2 separate regions of the Zea mays genome follow, and region 2 is linked to region 1. A link is a contact called in public Hi-C data. All regions are on one chromosome and are shown on one strand. The core of a region is the stretch at or near the end of the contact, and the rest is flanking DNA. Distances in the headings are between cores, read along the strand shown. Region 1 holds the start of LOC103653427 (probable alpha,alpha-trehalose-phosphate synthase [UDP-forming] 10). Region 2 holds the start of LOC100856944 (MKI67 FHA domain-interacting nucleolar phosphoprotein-like).

Evidence for each region. A called contact is a pair of places that touch in the nucleus more often than the background predicts.
Region 2: a contact with region 1 is called in a Hi-C map of ear, with 2.3 times the contacts expected there. The contact joins the promoter of LOC100856944 here to the promoter of LOC103653427 in region 1. A contact is called at or near these places in 2 of 25 Hi-C or Micro-C datasets (ear and leaf).

What each region holds. Positions count from the first base shown.
Region 1 is chr4:79,353,242-79,357,269 of Zm-B73-REFERENCE-NAM-5.0, reverse strand. LOC103653427 (probable alpha,alpha-trehalose-phosphate synthase [UDP-forming] 10) reads right to left here and starts at 1,631. Exons shown (of 5, transcript XM_008680333.4): 1 at 1,266-1,631.
Region 2 is chr4:79,990,530-79,994,644 of Zm-B73-REFERENCE-NAM-5.0, reverse strand. LOC100856944 (MKI67 FHA domain-interacting nucleolar phosphoprotein-like) reads left to right here and starts at 1,743. Exons shown (of 9, transcript NM_001254830.1): 1 at 1,743-1,879; 2 at 1,990-2,114; 3 at 2,222-2,345; 4 at 2,452-2,507; 5 at 2,592-2,639; 6 at 2,716-2,813; 7 at 3,782-3,851; 8 at 3,925-4,035. The coding sequence starts at 2,025.

The DNA.
Region 1 (4,028 bases), core at 382-2,881:
GAAATACCAGGACCACGACTACAGTACCACTACCACCCTCCATCAGCATGATGCAACCACCCCCTCAGTTCAGTCCTCACCCGTTCTTATCAACCACAATAAAATCGGCAGCCTCCAGACACATAGTACTTGGCATCCCAATCCAGAGAGTGTCCAGGATCCATTATGGACGATGCACCACTCCAGAAAAAAAATGCGAGACCTATTCAGCCAGAGATGACCTACACAAGATACTATCATACCGCTGAACACTCTAGTTGCAACAGGATGTTAATTGTTAAGCACACCTTGTTAATTTCGAGCAATTTATATGGAAAAAAAAGCAAATCTATTTGCATCCAGCAGCGCCAGAGTTTACACTTGTAACAAATCCATAGCTGCTATGCAGAAGTGTGACTAGTTAACATGGTCAGCTAATGGGGCGAGATCTTGGGCTTATGATCACAATCAGACACATCACACTGTAACCTTAAAATGTTCTAACCAGTGGGAAAAAAAGCTAATGGCTATAAGTATACAGTACATGGCTATAGTAATCACTTTTCTGGATTTCCATCGCTAGAAATGCACACATCTGGCATGCAAAACTCTCAACGAAAATGGCAAGTAACGTGCCCAAAAATGAAACTGAACGTCTGAATCTAAACCGGTAGTTGATTTATTGCGTGAAACGAACAGAGCCAGTGAAAGAACACATCCTAAAATTGATCAAACTGAGACAAAATGGCACGATGTGCATATAGATAGAACAATGTAACAGCGAATACGAACATCCCTGTACGCGTTCACGCCCGTCCTTGGTGCGAGGAAACAAAAAGGACCAAACAGGCCGAGTGGTTTGTACGGTACTGCAGTAATAACTAGATCAAAAAATGTTTGCGACAAAAGAGAATGGGAATGTAAGTTTAGAAAGTTCTGAACGAGATTGCAAAAGCAGCATCAAATTTTTTTATTGCAGAAGGAAAAAAACATCCCCTTTTCACATTCGATATCATTTCAAACGAACGGTGGCCAAAACCAAATCCACTTCCTACAGGAGACCAGAAAGAGAAGCAGATTGCAGCCACACGCGACAACCAAAAAAAATCAAAATCCCTAAACCAAAATCACCACCGGTCCGTACAGTTCAAAACTGCTGCCAAGATCGAACCTTTTTGCAGCCAGCAGCCCTACTGGCTACTATGCAGCCACGAGACAACCGGAACCCCGGAGAAACAGCAAAAGGCAAACGAAACTACGAAAGCACGGAACAAGCCGATGCTCACCCAGATCAAACGTGGCGCGCTCGCTCTTCGGTCACTGCCCTTCCCTTCGTCCTCCTCCCCTTCGCCTCCGCTTCGGCACCGAATTCTTGGTGTTCGCTGCTCCAGCTTCTCGCTTGCTTGCTTCTCTCGCTTTCCTCCTATGAGAACACTACAGACCCGGGGTTGGGAGAGAGGGGCTGATAGACACGGGGACGCGAGCGAGGTTGCAAGAAATGTCGAGACAGAAAGGCGAGAAATTGCTCTGCACCTCGTGAGATCGTTTGTTCAGGTTCAGGCGATTGTTTTTGAAGGTAGGGTGGGTAACTGGTGCTCCAAGGTGTTTCCAGGTTTTACCCTTTTGTGCCGTCATCGAGGATAACATAGCCTTTTGGCTGTTTATTTTATTCCCAGTATGTACAATGGTCCAAGGGCAGAATTGACTCTTTACTTTTGGATATTTTCAACAAAAAAATAAGTAATTTTATATAGCAAATCCGGTGACGGCATGGTCTTTAATACTAATAATTTTCATCAATAACTTTAGATTATCATTTGGTTCACGAAATATAACGTAAATATGATACGAAATATAACGTAAATATGATTTAAGCTCGAGTACCAGAAATATAACGTAAATATGATTTAAACTCGAGTACAAGTGATAATAAGTTTAAATAGGACGGTATCAATTTCTAGTGTGGTATCTGATTACAGTTAGAGTAAAACAAACATAATTTAACGTTATCAGTTCTTCATTACGTTACAAATATGTGAACCAACCGACACCTAAGAGTGTTTGGTTCCCTAACTAAAATTTAGTCAATGTTACATTGAATATTTGAATATTAATTACGAGTATTAAATATGATCTAATTATAAAACTAATTATATAAACAAAAATGAAACAACGAGACAAATTTATTAAGTCAGTTAATCTATGGTTAACAAATCTTTACTGTAGCATCATATGAGTGAATCATAGACTAAACAAACGAAGTAGTCTATGATTTGCTAATCTATTGTTAGCAAATGTTTAATCTATGCGTTGCATGTTCTATATTTGTAGGTGGTAGGATTTGTATTATATAATTAGTCTATAATTCATGTTGTCGTGGTTTCAGAAACCGGAGACATAGTATAATTTGTGTTCGGTGAGAGAGGCTAGCGTGGACTCCCTCCGAATGATGAATCAAGGGATTCCAACAGAGGGTTTATATCGGTTCATGTTTGCGCCCTAGTCCAGTGTAGTACTGATTGTAGTACTCACTGAGGAACATGTTACACCAGGTGCAAGTGTGGGAATGTGGTAGTGAAGAACTCTAGTTGAATGCTCCTGTCCTTTGACTGTTTGACCTCCTCCATTTTATAGTTCAAGGGGGTTCTTACATAGGTACATGTCGTCCAAAGGAGGGTGCAACCTATTGTCTATGGTGGTCCGACTAACGTAACTTTCCTGACATTGTCTTCTGGTTCGTGTGTGGTCATACACCTGGTATGGCGCATCGCTCCTATCTAACAGGTATGCGGGTCACTATGGCGACTCCGGTGCTGAGTTTTCCCTGTAGTGACGCCTGGTGAGACCCATGGGTTAGAGTCGGAGGGCATCGGGGACCGTACGCAGCGATGCCCCATCCCATTGTTAGGGACTCTCTGTCATCCCTCTGGTGTGTTGTGGTGTCATCCAAGATCATACGTGTGTGGTGACGTGCTCTACCATATATAGCTGGAGTGGGGCAACAGTGCTTGCATTGTATCCTCATTGGTCGGGTACAGACGTGCTCCTGACACGTGCGTGTCAGGAGGGCATGGTTCCAGGGGCCCACAAGTGTGCTGGCCCTTACTGCGGGCCTTGTGCTTCCTCCGCATCGCCGAGTTTCTCGATAGGACTTGGTCAACGGTCCACCTCGTAGAGTTGCTCAGTAGGGTTTGGTCGGTTGGTTCACCTCGCAGAGTTGCTCGGTAGAGTTTGGTCAGCCAGTCCGCCTCACAGAGTTACTCGGTGGGACCCGGTTAGTCGGTTCTCCTCGTAGAGTTGCTCGATAGAGTTTGGTCGGTTAGTCTACCTCGTTGAGTTGCTCGGCGAGACTTTGGTTGGTTTAGATGGGCCGCCAAGAGTCATGGGCATACTTTGGGTACCCTGTTCCTAGGTACCCGCTAGTAGTCCTCGAGCCTTCGTGCAACTCCTTGGAGTTGTTCGTTGGCTTTTCGCATTAGGAACTTATAGTCTCGGGTGTGCGCAGACGCATCTACTAGATGTAGCATCCGAGTAATCCATAAGGATTATTTGGGGTTTTATCTTAGTTCGTTCGCAGTTTTGGTACGGGCCTTTCTATGTGACGGTCAGCGCAATTCCTCGCATGCTCAGTTAGTGTCGGAGCTAGGTGCAGTCCAGGACCAAAGTCCTGATTTGGAGCAAGGTGCAATACATGACCTGGTCGGCATGGTGACTTGGACAACAGTTTTGTTTGCATGCGTGCGAACATAAAGGAATGAAAAACATATTCAAGGGTAGAATTTCCTTAGCTTTTCGATGTTCGAGGCGTTGGATAGGAGGTTGCCACCTCTGTCCCTAAGTCGGTAGGTTCCTAGGTGTAGGACTTGGGTGACGATGAACGGTCCCTCCCATGGTGGGGAGAGCTTGCACTTGTCCTTTTTGGCCATAACCCTTCTTAGTACCAAATCACCGACGTTGAATGACCTGTCGCGGACCTGCTGGTCTAGGTAGGGTCGTAAGTAGGGATGTCAATGGGTACGAGTATGAGTAAATAATCGCGCTTGGGTGAC
Region 2 (4,115 bases), core at 494-2,993, 640 kb before region 1:
ATTTATCAGCAAAACAAAGCCTATACTTGTATTGGATTAATTAATAAGGAATAAATTATGTTAATTTAGGGTTTAAATGGTGTGATATATGGAATTATGAGTATTATTAATCTTTTATAGTGCTAAATTACTATGAAATTAACTAGTAATTAATTATATTGTTGTATATATATACATGTACATTATTTTTTGTTGTGGCTCGCGAGCTAAACGAGCCAGCTCGAACTCGCAAACGAGCCGAGCTGGTTCTCTGGCTCGATTGCTTAACGAGTCGAGCCAAGCCAGCTCAAGCTCGATCGAGCCGAGATGGCTTGATATCTACCCCTAGTGGTAGGGTTGGAAACGGGCCGAGCCAAGCTCGCTCGACGCGGCTCGATTACTAAACAGGCTCGGCTCGACTCGGCTTGTCCACTTGGCGAGCTAGAGAAAGAGGTTTGACTCGTCTCGCGAGCCATTTCCTCATACTTATTATTGCATTATTTAGTGAATTAACATTATAAAAATTCAAAATATGGAACCGTCATTCAACATTATAAGTAATTTAAATTATAATTGTAATATATTCATCATCAAAGACTAAAAACGAGTTATTATTCATAAAATTATCTAATATTTATCATTATTCTATAAATTGGTTAATTTGACATAGCTCGCGAGCCGCCTCGTGAGCTGGAATGAGCCAGCTCGGCTTGGCTCGCTACAAAAGTGAGCTCGCAAAAATGGGCTCGGCTCGTTCGAGCTGGCTCGCGAGACTCGAGCTTATTTTCCAACCCTATCTAGTGGGATACAGAGTCTGCTAGAAACGGGATGGATGCACAATCTCGTTGTATATTGTTGGCCGTGCTAAATAAGGATAGAGTGAGGGAGTCTCCTGGAGGTAGTCTAAGGAGAAAAAAGAATGTGAAAGGTGAGAAAACATATGGGAAGGAAGCGAGAAGAAAAATAGTCCAGAACTGATTGGATTGAGACGAAATGTCTATCTAGACAAAGTGTTTGTCCATATTTGAAGGTAAAATTGTAATAATTTAGACAGGAGGAGTATATTTAATTATCAAAATCAGACCCTCTTTGATACATCTCTTCGATGACAATGACTAATATGCAAGCAGTCATTAGATGCAAGCGTGTAAGCAGTCCTCTTGGTTCGTTAGATTTAGATCCAACCGTATGTATAATCGTGGCTTGTTAGAAACTTTTTATAAAGCTACACGAGGTGGTGGTGTGATGATTTAAATGTTAAGTATAGCATACAGTTAGATCTAGATCTAACGGATCAAGAGAGCTGCTTACACGTTTGCACATAATATCTGCTTTCATATTAGTCGGTCCCCTCTTCGATATCATCTTAAAAAATTTACCAAATAGATGGCTCCTCTACTAGCTACTTCCTAAAAGGAAAGAACTGTCTTCCGAAATCGAGCTAAATTAGAAGGCCAAAAAAAGGCTTATCTGTCTCTCTCCCGTTCTCTCCTTTCCGGTAGCTAGGAAGAAATGTGTCTCTAACTAAATGGAGTGTTTCTTCTTCAAATAAAGAGGAAAGGTTGTTTTAATCTTTCCTTGTCTCGCTAGTTTGAAGAGTCGCGAAAGGTCCAACTTAACCACAACCAACTAGACCCAAGGACCGCATATCCTGTAAATGTACTATAAAATAAGCAAGCGGCCCATAAGTCTTTCTAATTTTGGGCCGCGGCCCAAGACATCCGCCGCAGGTCCATCAATACTACCCTCGCACCGGAATGCCCAAACCCTAACCCCTCCTTCGTTTGCCCATCCTCGTGACGGCTCCTCGCCAGTCGCCTCGTCTCTCCCTGCCGCGTCGCCTCCAGTTCCGCCTCCGCCGCGCCTCCCGCCTCCGCCGCGCCTGACGAACGCAGTATAGGTACGGGAAGCCCACCGAATCTCTCAGTTCCATTTGACCCTCCTTGAGGTCCTCCCGCGTTGGTCTGATTGCCACCCTCGCTGACTCTCGCGAACGGCGGCGTCCCGCAGGACTGTGCAGGTAGAGAGGAGGAGGGTCCGGCGAGATGGGGATGCGAGATAAGAAGCGGAACCAGAAGCGAGTGCTCGCGCGCCGTACCGCGGCACCGCGCCCAGGCGAGGGCAAGGATTTCCTGGTGCGTGGTTCTCACACACCATTCCTGGGTTTCCGTGAGATTGGAAAAATAGGTCCATTTTTTGTGCTAATCCTTGGTGGTGTTGTTGCGTCTTGCGCTTGGTGCAGCCGCTGGAAGGAGGCCCCGGTAAGAAGCATCTGAAGGTGCAGCAGCCTGAAGAGCCCGAAAACACAGCCACAATCGTCTACATTGGGCATATCCCCCATGGTTTCTACGAGGACGAGATGAAAGGTATGTTTCCTTCCATTGGTGGTGAAATATTAATGCGACATTAAAGTGCTGGATGCACGAGTCATTGTGCTAAGGCACTCTTTTGTTGCTGCTGCTATTGTTGCAGGGTTCTTTAAGCAGTTTGGGGATATTAAGAGGCTTAGGATCGCTCGTAACCGCAAGGTATGTTTAGAATGGCACATGCCATGATTTCTGTGCTATTTTTTTTTGGTGAGCCCATAACTTATGGTTTCATGATATTTTCAGACAGGAAAGTCCAAGCACTATGGATTCATTGAGTTTGAGAACCCTGCTGTAAGAACCTTATTTCATATCTAATTGCAGCAAATGTATGCTATTTGCTGGTTGCTAATGTGCTTTGGTGTAACAGGTGGCAAAGGTCGTAGCAGATGAGATGAATAACTATCTCTTGTTTGAGCGCACCTTGCAAGTTGCACTTGTTGAGCCAGAGAAAGTTCATCCTAAATTGTAAGGCTCTCTAAGTGCCTATTAGATTTGACTACTATATTCTGTTTGTTTTTGCGCTTATCCTTATAATATGGGAGAAGTAGAATTGATTTTCCATGTAGTCTGGGTTTTAATTATTCAGATAAGCTTGTGGTGTGAGAAGACATGGGCACAAATGCATTTGATGTGACATTGGTTATCAGAAGTGACTTTTAGCTTTTCAAAAAGCACATATATCTGTTGAAATTAAAACGTAACATGGACTTCTGAAACAAATACTAAAACATTTAGTTGGTTGAGATGATAATAACCAGTGTTAATATTTTTGTGTTAACAAAAAATACGGCTTGAATTTCTTACACTTTGCATGTATGACTTTGTGCACCAATCAACTAGGTGCCTGAGTTGTCAAGTCGACGTTATGTACTTGCATTGGATGGGTGTATATGTTTGTCTTGGATGATGGGACTGCAACTTCAAATAAAAAACTAGAGCTTAGGGAATAAAGTTTTAGATGAGGACATAATCTGACATTTTAAGGAAGTGTTCTGGTATCCTTGTTCTTTTTATGTGCTTGCTTGATATGGAACCTAGCACTTTAGCTGTAGTCTGTACAGAAATATAGTTGCATATCTATTTAAACTTTGTTGATGTACTTGCTCTGATCACAAATATAAGTTCATCGAGGGTTGTCTCAACTTAATTTTTTAATGTTCGACTCCCAATATCTAAAATTTTATATATTTAGCACTAGGTTTGTATTACCATATTCATTACGAAAATATTTCTCATTTAATAAGACTATTTTATAAGATATTGATAATCAAAGTGTCATTGGATTGTAGCCCTGATGACTGTTGTCCAAAACTTAATGGATTTATATTTGTGATCTGAGGAAGTAGCTCAGAGTTGTGCATGCTGTCTGTTTCTTTGTTTTTGTCTAGACTTTAAAATTGGATTGAAATGCTTTTGGCCTCAATTTTGTACAGATGGAAAGGGGTGCGAAGGGGATTTATACCTGTTGATCGAGTAGCAATTGAACGGAAGAGACACAACAAGGTAATTTGTTGCTAAGTGCTAGCTACAATTGTAGCTTAATGTGCATTGCACTGAATAGTTATATTGTCACCAGGATAAGACTGTAGCAGAGCACAAAAAGATGGTTGAAGGAATTGTAAAGCGGGATGGAAAGCGTCGCAAAAGAATCAAGGCAGCTGGTATTGACTATGAGTGTCCAGCTCTTGTAAGTAAACCTTTTGTTGCTGCTTTCAGTTTATTTAATGGCATCTCTTGATAACATATCCAAATGCAGCAATCTGAGCT